Linked DNA regions of Mus musculus: regions 1 and 3 are each linked to region 2. Evidence: chromatin contacts called from public Hi-C and HiChIP or PLAC-seq data. All regions are on one chromosome and are shown on one strand. Each heading gives the region's core, a stretch centred on a gene start, on an enhancer-like site or on the middle of the called end of the contact. The rest is flanking DNA. Distances are from core to core; before and after follow the strand shown. Region 1 overlaps Ets1 (E26 avian leukemia oncogene 1, 5' domain). Region 2 has its middle 13 kb from the start of Gm32171. Region 3 overlaps Gm31871 (a long non-coding RNA gene).

Region 1 (3,876 bases), core at 1,354-3,853, 540 kb before region 2:
CCTTTCATGCTGCCAGTGAATGAGAGCCCCTGGCTGCACATGTTTTAGATCATAGCAAAGAGATGAAGCATATGTTTTGGTAATTTAATATTAAATCTATGAGATTTCAAAGCATTTGATTCTATTACTTCAGTTATTGATAAAAAATAAACTGTGGGTGAGTAACTTCATTGAGCTGCCCCACCAGGCAAATAGAGCTAGGCAGGCCTGGTGCTGCAGTCCGTTGTCATTATATGAAGTACCTTTACAGTGGCTTCTTCTTCTTCTTCTTCTTCTTTTTTTTTTTTTGATTAAAAAAAAAAGTGTTCAAGGAATGTAAGATGGAAATGGCCCTGGGGCCTACATAGTGTGCTCAAGACCAATTTGATCAATAGAGTGAAAGCCTTTCTCAAAATTTAAAAAAAAAAAAAAAAAGAAAAAAGAAAAAGTTTCCAAGCCACTGACCTTCAGCACAACAAAGCAACAAAATTTCATTTGGTCCAAGAAATTAAGAGTCTTCTGCCATTCACTATGATATATATATATATATATATATATATATATATATATATATATATCACTATATATATTTCACTATATATATACACACACACACACACACACACATATATATATCTCACTACACTTTCTTAGACAAAATAAAGAGCAATGATTTGTTGATTATTATAACTTTTTGAAGTATTTTTTTCTGGACTGTACTGCATTTATGTAAATATGCCCATACCTCGGATGAGAATCCAGAGGCACCAACACGTTAAGACAATTAGGCAAAATTCTGCACGGAGCCAGAAGCTGAAGGAAGCTGAATCTGTTTCTAACGTGTCAGATCCATACAGTGAGCAATATTGCAAGTTACCTTTGGAGGCTCAGTAAAGAAGTTTCAATGGAGACTTCAATTTTTAGGTGCAAAGATAGAAGTAAGCCCTGGCCAGGACTTCTTTGGTAGTCTTGGCTAACAGAAAGAAGGATATTAAGTAGATGTTAAGTAGAGCTTTACCTGGCCCATCAGATTACACAGGACACCTGTGTCAAAGTTCAACTATTCATGGCGTGGGTTCGAGTCCACGACTGGGACCTTGGTCTTTATCATAATGGTTTTTCTTTGTATTGCTTCGTTTCTCACAAGCAGAGACAAATAGTGTCAGGTATTGCTGTTACCTCAGCAATCAAGTCAGAACTTCCTCTCTGCCCCCTCCCCAGATTCCTAGAATCAGAGAAGTGAAGTGGGAAGTCTGAGGGTCCAAATTGGAGACAGGACACCTGGAATATTTGCTAGCCTCTCTGTGGTTAGGACTTGACCAAGAACCATTATGCGCTTTGGTTTGATTTTGAGGTCTGACATTTTTGACAATGTTAATACACACCCTAAAATGACACGGGCATTCGGTTTCCCTCACAAGTGTAAGGTAGGGCATACTATCTCATTGCACACGTCTCTCAGGTCTGCTGTAGATTTAAATCCAAACGCAGCCTTGACTTGTTCCTAGTTCCTTCCTGGTGTGGAGGCTTTGGAGTAAGGGCTGAGGCTATGAAGGCAGGGTGTGCGAGCAAATGTTACTTTATTATTGCTCTCCTTCTCATTCCACTTCACCTGTACCACCAGTGAGGTGGAGACGCTGGCCATGGAGGAACAGCAGTTTTCACACAGAAAACTGGCTCTTTGCCCATTTATAAGGCTATAAGGACCAGACCCAACCTCCATCTTACTTTGATAGAGGACGTCCATCCCCTGGGGACCATTATTGTCCTCAGAGATGGGAGAAGCGTTGTCCTTTCTTAGTTTAGACGGTCTTTGTGTTGCTACAGGAAAGAAGGAAGAGGGGAGGGCTGCCGGCTGCCGGCTGCCAGCTTTGCTTATGACTGTGTTTCTAGATCCCTTGTTGCCACACTCTGTTAGTGACTAAATAGACCAGTGGTTTAGACAGGGTCTGTGGAGCCAGTTTGTCTGGGTGTGAATCCCCAGTTAGTGGCTGTGTGACTTTGGGCAGACTACTTAATCTCCCTGTCCTCCAGCTCCTGCGAGTGTGAACCGAGACTAATAATCCTTGGATAAAGATGAAACCGGAATATGTGGAACACCTTTACTCAGTGCTGGCCCAGGTCCTGGGGTCTGTGGAGCAGATAAGGAAGAAACAAGTCAATAGGAACCTTGAACGGTGTAGAACATTCAAAGGACCCTGGAAGGTTTGGTAGGGAATCTAATGGCTGGTTTATATATGTCTCCCACATCTACCACTTGGGAAGGAAAGAACAAGAGAGAAAAAGACCTGGCCTGAAATCTCACACCAGTGGGGCTTTAATCTGAGCTCTAGATAACAAATCTGGTTTGCAGTTCACTTGCAGAGTGTTTGGAGGCCTGACTGTCACTCTGCAAGGTTCTAGAGGCTGGTGTACTCCTTCGGGTGATTGAACCTGTCATTGATACATTGATACATTGATACTCAGAGTAGGAAATCTCCCAAGTCCAAGGACAATGGCAACGTTTGCAGAGTTGTGGGGGATTAGTAAAGTTTTTCCATCTTACTGGATTGAGCAATGTGTCTTGTCCAGTTATTATAAAGTATTTTACATTTTATTTATTTACTTGGTTGGCAGAGCTTACATTCCTGGCATTTTTGGTTGGTTTGTGTTGCTGGGCTTTTTTTTTTCCTCTTAAAGAGGCCAGACCACCCTGTAGGAACATCTCTCTAGGAGACAAAGCAGCCGTGGTCAACCTCCCCAAGTCTAGCTTGCTCGGGGCCCTACCACAATTTCTGCAAAAGCAAGAGCTGGTTAGTGGCAGCCAGGATTTTCCAGGAAAGAGTATCCCTGTTTCAGAGTACAGTGGCTGATTCCATTGGCAAATGAGACAATGTAATTATAGACAGAATGAGAAGTGTAGCTGTGACGACATTCCTGGGCCTTGCTGATGGTAACTCCTGTTACCTAACTGTTGTAGGAAGTTTCTGAAATGTCTATCGCGTATGCTTTGAATGTCTACAATGGTCCCTTACTGGACCACACTTGATTGACACTCACTCTGTGGGAAATACTATTCATCCCATTTTCCTTTTTTCTGGATGGAGAATGTGATATTCATAGAAGTATACACCTTTTCTACATTGACTCTTTAGAGACTTAGACACCAGTACGATGTGGCAGGCATGTTGTACCTGATGTAAAAGCACTGTGTTATTTTCAGTCATTCTGGAAATTAAACCATAGTCTGTATAAGAAGGCCGTGCTGACTGCCTGGTGCTTTGGAGGCTCAAGGAGTACAGGGGTTCTCCCTGCCATCCTCTGAGCTGAATGGCGTGGTGAAAGGGTGTCCCGAGGCGTGGCCAGCCAGATGTGTATTCTTAGGAGAGGCTTAAAGGTTCTGGGCACTCCAACCTCAGGTGCTGAAGGGAGAACCAGGGAGTCTTGTGCTTTGCTGACTTTCAGGTGTTCTAGGCTTGGTCTCTGGTGGGACCGTCAAGTCCCTGCGCCTCCAGCTTCTACCGTTTTATCTCCCGCAGCACTGGTTGGTGCTGCCGTGGACTTAGAGTTTCAAGTCTGGATGCTGAAAGGCATCAACTGGCAAACCGAAGGCAGTTGAAGTTTAACTTTGTGCTTTATAAGAAGGCTCTGGATAACTTCCTTTGTGTTGCATACACAGGACAAAAAAAACTTCAATCTTTTCTCTAAAATTTATTTATTTTGATCCCAGTTGCTGTGTGAGGACGATTATAGGGGAAGGTAGGATAGTCGCATCAGCACACGGCTCATTGAGAAACAGGCTCTGCTTCCTTATCCACGGTCAATATTGATTCCTTTACCATTATATCATGGGGGTGTTTCTCTAAGTACTTAGCATCCTTAGGCCATGCAGCCTTCATCAAGAGGAACTTGTGTATG
Region 2 (3,952 bases), core at 539-3,038:
TCCTGACTATGAAACAGATCAGAGAGGTGAGAGCTTGGCTTTGAGATGTCAGGAATACACTTAGCCTGACTTGGACATGGGCTCCAGTGAGGTAGGCCAGACCAACATTTCCAGAAAATTCTATGTTCAAGTTTGAATCTTGACCCAGCTTAAGTAAAAGAAGAACACTCTCTGTATTATTTGTCTTCTGATGTTTTCATGGGGTTAATTTAAAAAGCTTGTTTCATATATATATTATACGGTGTCTGTGTCTGTGTGTGTTATAGGATTTTTCTTATGTCAATTTCATTTTCAAAGTGAGAACCATACCCTTGTATTTAGACAAGATTTAGATTTATGAAATTAAATCATCTCAACCCAGTAGGTGAGAATACAGCACTGGCCTGCTTTTCCTGTGGACATTCATTGAATCTCTGCTACAAATATCACATGGCTGTTGGTCATGGGATGGATATATAGAAGTACTAGATTAATTTCTTAGAAGGTAAAATTTTGCCACTTACAGATCACTTCCTCAATAATTCCCTCATGAGAAATGGGGAATCTGAAATTTATCTCTTGAGTTAAAAAGCAGGTGTGACTCAAGGGTGTTCCACTGGAAATGGGCATCCCAGAGTGGGCTTGCCTGCAGCATTTCTAACTTCAGTGTTGATCATCAGTTATGTACCTAAGTTCAGTGAATCTCTTCTCTTGGAGGCTGCTGCTATTTATCTAGCTTCACATTTTAACTCTAGATGCTTTACAGCAAGGAAGTTATTCAGATGTTTTGAAATCTTAGTCTCCTATTGAGAACTCTTAAAACAACATGCTATTTCAACACGTGTCCTTCCAAGGGCCAGTTGTTTGATATTCTTGGAGTCTCAATCCATAGCACAGGTGGATGTCTATTCTGTATGCTCTCTGGGTATTTGTATTTCTATCCATCAGAAGGAAGAAACTCTGGTTTTACTCTACACACAAAGGAAGTCCTTACTGTAGGTAGGGAGGTTTATGTGTAATCTTCCTTTCCTTCCTTCTCCTCCCTCCCCTTCCTTCCCCTTCTCTTCCTCTGTATGGTTGGCATGCCTTAAAGTGAAAATTCAAATGGCAATAATTGCCTGTGGGTCATAAAAAATCTCAGTTATCAGTCTAAAGCTGCTCATAAATACCACAGAAATGATCACTGGGTGACCCCTGCATTTTGCTAATTTCACTCATTGTCTCCTTATCATAAGTGTCACTAATATTGTTTTGTATTACCTCTATCTAGATTATAAAGCTACTCAGGCAAAGCAAAGCAATTAAGCACGGGAAAGCTAACCATCACTATTGTAGCTGCTGTGGAAGAGCTGCAGATAGATGAATGATAATGCCTGCCATAATAGGCCTAGCAGGGAAAACTGGCATCTAATTACTGACTCATACATAGCACTCTATAATAGACAGTATGGCAGATACCAAGCAATATGGAAGGAGAAGACATGGTTTAACAATTGCTAATATGCATTTGAATGAGAGCAATCAATAAAATACTACCTAGAAATTGTTCATACAAAATCCTCTCACACAATTTCTCCACTTGGTCCCATAAAAACAAACCATGCATGACCCGTTTTTAGTGCCCTCTCTGTCACAACCCACACTCAAAGCTCCACAAATTATAATCTGCACATTAAAATTGGTCTTCTAAGTGTCTGTCTCAAATACCTACTCCCAGAAAGATGGCCTCCTTGCAGCACAGTATTGCAGAGCATTGCCAGTGTGGTTAGCAGAATGTAGGTTAGGCCAGGAAGCCTTTGTGAAAGAGTAGCTGTTGGTGGTTTGGCTCAGAGAGCATAAGTCTTTCCAAGGGTGTCTTTACTGCTAGCTTAGAAGTGATGGATGGAGGCCACAGGCTGTTTTGGACTCAGGTCTCAGAAAAGTTCATGAAAAATGACATTATTGTACTTGGAGACTATCCTGGAAAGCCCCTCCGAGCTCAAGCCCTCCTTTGGTCAAGGCTTGAGAAGAGGGGTTTTTAAAGTTCACACACCCTTGTAACTGGCTTTTAAAGGATGGGTATGAACAGGACAGTCTGAGATATTAAAATTTCCACACACACCCCACCTCCCACTGAAAACCACAGAATGGGCCACCCGTTCCCTGACTCACTGCTTGGCACTGATAAAGCCCATGCTTACCACAGGCCCTAACACTAGGGAAGACAAGAATTCTTTCCTCAAGTCCCTAAAGAACATGTCAAAAGATTCTTTGACTTATTTCTTCATCTCTTTCCCTCACAAAGAGGCACAGCATTCATCACATTTCAGGGAAGTTCTGTGTTAGAAAGAAGCAAATGAGCTTCAGAACCATGTCATGTTCTCCTGTTCACATGAGCAAGAACAACATGCAAATTCCACCTGGCATTTTGAATTAGTGTATGTAGGACTAGACGTTCAAATCATGTTCTTTTCAGTCACCTTTGCTCCAGAGCATCTGTGGAGCACCATTTTGAGCCTCAGCCATTACAGAGAACATTAGAGATTGAAAGATGCGTTAGATGGGCCTCCCAAACCCAAGCAGATGAATGAACCTAGGCAGCAAAAGAGACTTGGGGGGTGGGGTGCAGAAAAATAGCAGTGCCCAGAGCACAGAGATAATGGTCAGAGTCTGGGAAGACCTCACTGTGAAGCTGAGGTAGAGGAAAAAGCATTAAGGTGGTTATAAGCACAAACTGAATAATCTTCTTAGTCTATCTACAGAAGAAAAATATGGTCCAGAGAGGTGCAATGATTTACCTTATATTAAACAGTTGCAAGTAAGCCACCTTGCTGTCAGACAAGAACAAGGAGAAGGGGGAATTGAAGGACAAAGCAGTTGAGAAGCTGGGCTGGGCTAGAAATAACCAAACCAGATGGATGAGCTCACATTTGAGGGAGGATTTTGATGCTTTTTAAATTATCACATGGACCACCTTGATGGACTCTTCTGGGATACACTAGAGGAGGCTATTCCAAGAAGATACTACAAAGGGATACAAAAGTGAGTGAAGACTTTACAAAAATTTCTGTAGGACAATGCATATCTAAAATCATTTTTTTGTTCTTTTGATTTGTAGCCTCTTGCATTGAATTCCTTTTCATGTCTGCCCTGGTTCTAGTTTTTAAAAAGGCCTAGTCAGTGAAATAATATCTTAAGAATTCATAGAATAACCCATGGTATTATGGTCAGGAATTCAATCACAGTACATACATTGATGAATCATTGTATGAGTGGTATTCTGCTAAGGCCGGCATTGTACAAAAGAGCCCCTAAGTTACAGCTGGATACCACATCTATATGGATAAATGAAATAAAAGAAGGACAGCGAAAGGAGTCCTTTAAGGTTTAAGTCATTTGCATGTGCTCTCTGCAAGTGCTTCCCATTATTGCTGCTGATTGTGTGCCTTCTCCCTTATCTGACTGACCTTATTCCCAAGTGCTTTGTAGTTTGTGCTGGCTTCTCTTCTCTTCTCTGCAGCCTGACATCACTTTTTCCTTTGCAACTCTTCCTCTTCCTACACATTAGCACAGCCTTGTGGGTAAGGCTGACAGTATCCTGGTATGCCATCACATCTGTAGGCAGTTCAAACTGACCGGTAAGCAAACTCAGCCAATTCACCAGCTCTCCTGTTCTCTTGAACATTTTCCCTGCAAACGATGCCAGCATCGTACCTGTATCAGAAATTTGAACATCATCCTGTTCTGTTTCTCCTTGACCTGTATATGCTAATGACCAAAGTCTTTTCTGATAATTTTTCATTCTTATCTATACCTTAGCTACCAGTCATTGGCCTCAAGAAACACAATTTCCCTCCATATTGACAGAGTTGAAAAATGTTGGCAGAGAAGCGCAGGAATTCATAGGGATGATGAAACCTCATGGTCTATATAGAGAAGCTATGGCAGGACCTCGGATTCAGGCTGAGGATGTCTCCTCCAGCACTTAGAAATC
Region 3 (3,654 bases), core at 493-2,992, 630 kb before region 2:
AGCATCCTTTGCTGGAGTTCACTATTGATAGCAGCCACTTACTTTACCTTGAGCCAAGGACCAACTCGGAGACGCCATCCCTGTAACCATGGTATTTGCTTCTGTTTTTTTTTTTTCAACAAAATGCAACCTCTGGCTAAAATTCTCCCCCTTTACAGTATCAAGGAGAGAGCCCCTCTCTACCTCTCAACTGTCTCCTCCTCCCACCAGGCTGGCAGAGATTAGAAACATCAGGTGAACACCAGAACAGGGACAGTGCTGTCTTTGTGTGAGCATCATCTCTGGGCCAGAGAGAAGACTCAGGACAGGATAGATGAGCTCAGAGCTCATGGGAATTGGGTGGGAGGGCAGTAGAGAACTGCTGCACAAGGAATGCCCAGCCACTGAAGGAACTCTATAGGGCTGTAGGGCTACGGAAGCCCACATTGCCCCCTCCTTCCAGGCTAGTTAGGACCAGAATGAGGTCAGGTTCTCAGATCCATCTCATTGCCCACTTGTACCTGGCTAGATGCTATTTCTAAGCCAGTGCTCTTTCCTCCTGTCTGTTTTCTGTGTTCCAGCTTTGTCCTGTGCTCGTCATTGCCTGCCTATGGTCTCTAGCAATCACTATGTCAGGAAGCCTAGAAGCACACTTCCAATCTTTTTGTTCCCTAAGAGTTCCAGGCTCTGGGTCCAAACCACTAGAGCTCATGGACTTGGAGGGTTCGAGAGGAATGTCCAGCACTCCCCGGCTTGTTTTGTTTTCTCCTCTGTCTCTCCTTTTTTCCGTCTCCATCTCCTTGTCTCTGTCTCTCTGTCATCTATCACCAAGCCTTGTTTTCCCCTCCACCGTGATTTTCCTAATAAGAATCCTGAGGACAGGGGTCAGGAGGACCCTCCCCATCCTCTCCCCAGGCTCACAGAAAGGCTTCACACAGGCCAGGCTGATATCCCAGCAGCCCCCTCAGCCCAGTGGCTTTCTCTCCATCCTCCCTTGCTTTTGTCTGGGCTCTCTTTGTTCTGTCAGACTTGTGAGAGAAGGAAGTAGGTAATTTACTTCTTTCTGCCTTTTTTGTTTCAGGTGGAGAGGACCTTGGAACATCTGGGCTGAGCATTCTGGCATACCATTTTGCTGGCTTATCCCCCCCCCCCCCCCACACACACCCTTTTCTGGATGCAATATGAACAAGGCATTTTCATCTAACGTTTCAGTGTCCCTTCTCCACAGACATCAAGGGCTTTGGTGGATACCTGTGTTAGCAAGCTAAGGATCCTGTGGAAATGGTACGGGCAAGAACAAATGGCAGCAGAGGGATTTTTTTTATTAGCTATGCAATCCTGGGAAAGTTTCTTCTTCATTTCGAGGCTTAATTTCTCATTCATCAAAGAGAGGGGACTTAGCAATGTTTTTGCTGATGGCTCCTGTTTTGAGAGTTGACTCTATTAAAGTATCTAAACTTGGGAAGCAATGTCTAAGTTTTACTACTCATTTTGCCGATCTAGTCAGTCCTAAGCGCCTGTCTTCAGTTCCGAGCACTGTATGGGGCCTGAAGCCTATGTTGGGTAGATTCTTCACAGACCCGGTCTCCTCCCTGCCTGGGGTGGGAACTGATCCTTGCCTTTAGCCCTCTCCCCAGGAGCTGAGGCAGACATTAAAGGCCATCCTAGTCAGGAACTCTGCCTGCTGTGCGGAGCATCTGGCTGCTCTCAGATCTCTGTCCCGACCCTTCTGCTTGTCTTGTAGGATCACTTATCAGCCCGGGCAGATGAGGCTCTGCCTTCCTCTCTGGGGCCCAGGCCCCGCCTTTCTATCCATAAACACTGGAGCCCAAGACAAGGCAGCAACTTCCAGACCTGTAGCTGAGGCTTCAGGGCAAGCTCTTTCCGTCTTCAGCTCTGTCACACGCTGCAGATGGGGTCTGGGTCTGGGTCTGGCTGCCCTTGGTTCTCCAAATGTTCAGATGAACAGTGTGTAGTGACCAGGAAGTTAAGACATGTGTCACTGGCATACAGGAAGGGTTGTCCTTATCCTCTGGTTCCCCACCACCCCCCGGGCCCCACTATTCATTTCAAGCTCACCCTGTTGTAAAGTCCCTTTATTGTAGGGTTTTCCTCCACTTTCGGAGGTTAGGGCCTTCCTTTGCCTTTCAATGCATTTGAGAATCCACAGGTGGTGGCTGCATGGAGCCAGTGTTCTCCAACAGTGTTCTCGAACAGTGTTCTCCAACAACCTTTGGTGCTTTCTCCCAGGAGGGACTCCAGGCAGAGATTTCAGGCTTGGGGTGGGGAGGGTCCTTCTAGAAGCAGAGGACCTTTTAGGAGTTCCAGGCTTTTGGCAACCTGTTGGATCTCTCTTTGGATTCTTCTGTAACAAGAAGCCAATACCCAGTACTTAGGGCTCCCTCCACCTCCGTAGGGATTGGAAAGGTTTTACATATTCTGGTCAAGTATTCTACCACTGAGCTACATTCCGAGAACTTAGTTTCTTTTAAGAAAATTATTTAGAAGACGGTTCTGAGGGTAAGAGCCCTTAATACTACTGCAGAAAACTTGGTTCCCAACACCCACGTAGCAGTTTACAACTTAGCTCCATTTCCAGGGTTTCAGACACCATCTCTGGCCTCAATGTGATAGACACACACATTCAGGCAAAACACATGCATAAAATAAATATAAAGAATTTAAATTATTTATTACTCGTTTGTTCAGTTTTGAGACAGGGTCTCCTTCAGTTGCCTGGTCTCACTTTAAACTTGTTCTGTAGAAGGCAGGTCTTGAACTTAAAAACCTCTGCCTCAGTTTCTTAAGTGGGTGGGAATGCAGGCCGGCCAGCAGACTAGGCCTTCTTCATGTGGGCCTTCCTGTCTTCTTCCCATGCAGCATCTTTGACCCTCTGTTTTTTCCCTTCGTCTCTCAGAGCTCTCTGCCTGGCTTGTGACTTTAAGTAGCATTTCTAAGGTGTTAGGCTACTCCTCTATCTCTGGTTCAAACTCCCTGGTGATTCCAGGCTCTCAGAAGACCGAGAAAAAGGCACCGTGGGATCATATGGCCATACACAAGTCTGGCCTGAGCCATACAACCCTTTTCCCTCATCTCCCTCACACCACCATCTTGCTTCCACATGTCTGGTGTGGAGTCTGTCTGTTTGACATCTCGGTACCTGCAGCCCCCATAATGCCAGCAAGGCCTGTTTCCGCTTGAATTTACCCCGTGTTGCTTCCTCCTGGGTAAACCACCTCTGAGTCTCACTTGGACTTCCACAACGGCATCCTTCTCAGTCGTCCTGTCTCTGTGCTTGGTCTCCTGTCACGGAAACCAGAGTGAACGTGCAGGCTCAGCTTTCTTTTCTGGAAAGGTTTCCTCCTCAGAGGGCGTTGCTCTGCCTGTCCCTGCCCAGCCTGCCTATCTGTACATCTCCCCTCTGTTACCCAGAGTGACACCTGCAGCCTTTGGCATACTCTCAGTTTACTGACCTTTTTCTTCCTTCACCAGGACAAGGACTTTTTCTTTTGAGTCTCAGAGTCTGATGTCACACCACAGGTGCCCTGTAGTGGGCCCAACTGTTAACACACAACCCTGTCCTGGTTAGCTTTAACTGTCAACTTGACAAAACCTACAGTCACCTAGGAAGAAAACTCTGCTGAGGAATTGTCTAGGTCAGATTAGTCTGGGGGA

What was found. A called contact is a pair of places that touch in the nucleus more often than the background predicts. HiChIP or PLAC-seq counts read pairs in DNA pulled down with a chosen protein or histone mark.
Region 1: a contact with region 2 is called in an H3K27ac HiChIP or PLAC-seq map of the NIH/3T3 cell line, with 11 times the contacts expected there. The contact joins two enhancer-like sites. A contact is called at or near these places in 4 of 484 Hi-C or Micro-C datasets (the C2C12 cell line, adipose-derived mesenchymal stem cells and embryonic fibroblasts), 2 of 115 datasets of contacts at active chromatin or transcription factors (the NIH/3T3 cell line and memory CD8 T cells) and 1 of 9 other capture datasets (embryonic stem cells).
Region 3: a contact with region 2 is called in a Hi-C map of megakaryocyte progenitors, with 9 times the contacts expected there. The contact joins two enhancer-like sites. A contact is called at or near these places in 1 of 39 promoter capture datasets (hippocampal neurons), 3 of 15 datasets of contacts at CTCF or cohesin (embryonic stem cells and stem cell-derived epiblast-like cells), 99 of 484 Hi-C or Micro-C datasets (B cells, the Ba/F3 cell line, the C10 cell line and 50 more), 9 of 115 datasets of contacts at active chromatin or transcription factors (the NIH/3T3 cell line, Th17 cells, astrocytes and 4 more) and 1 of 9 other capture datasets (embryonic stem cells).

What each region holds. Positions count from the first base shown.
Region 1 is chr9:32,697,933-32,701,808 of GRCm38.p6, forward strand. All of the region lies in intron 3 of Ets1 (E26 avian leukemia oncogene 1, 5' domain), which reads left to right. Among named protein-coding and RNA genes, the nearest start is that of Ets1, 64 kb to the left of the region's middle. Within about 2 kb of position 2,604, at least 32 of the 459 cell types and tissues checked have an H3K27ac peak or open chromatin away from gene starts, as enhancers often do. A contact at or near this core is called in the NIH/3T3 cell line, where this site is marked.
Region 2 is chr9:33,239,328-33,243,279 of GRCm38.p6, forward strand. No RefSeq gene overlaps it. Among named protein-coding and RNA genes, the nearest start is that of Gm32171, 13 kb to the right of the region's middle. Within about 2 kb of position 1,789, at least 27 of the 459 cell types and tissues checked have an H3K27ac peak or open chromatin away from gene starts, as enhancers often do. A contact at or near this core is called in the NIH/3T3 cell line, megakaryocyte progenitors and pre-megakaryocyte-erythroid progenitors, where this site is marked.
Region 3 is chr9:32,605,694-32,609,347 of GRCm38.p6, forward strand. It overlaps Gm31871 (a long non-coding RNA gene), which reads left to right. Exons shown (of 4, transcript XR_379224.3): 4 at 1,061-1,390. Among named protein-coding and RNA genes, the nearest start is that of Gm31871, 13 kb to the left of the region's middle. Within about 2 kb of position 1,743, at least 37 of the 459 cell types and tissues checked have an H3K27ac peak or open chromatin away from gene starts, as enhancers often do. A contact at or near this core is called in megakaryocyte progenitors and pre-megakaryocyte-erythroid progenitors, where this site is marked.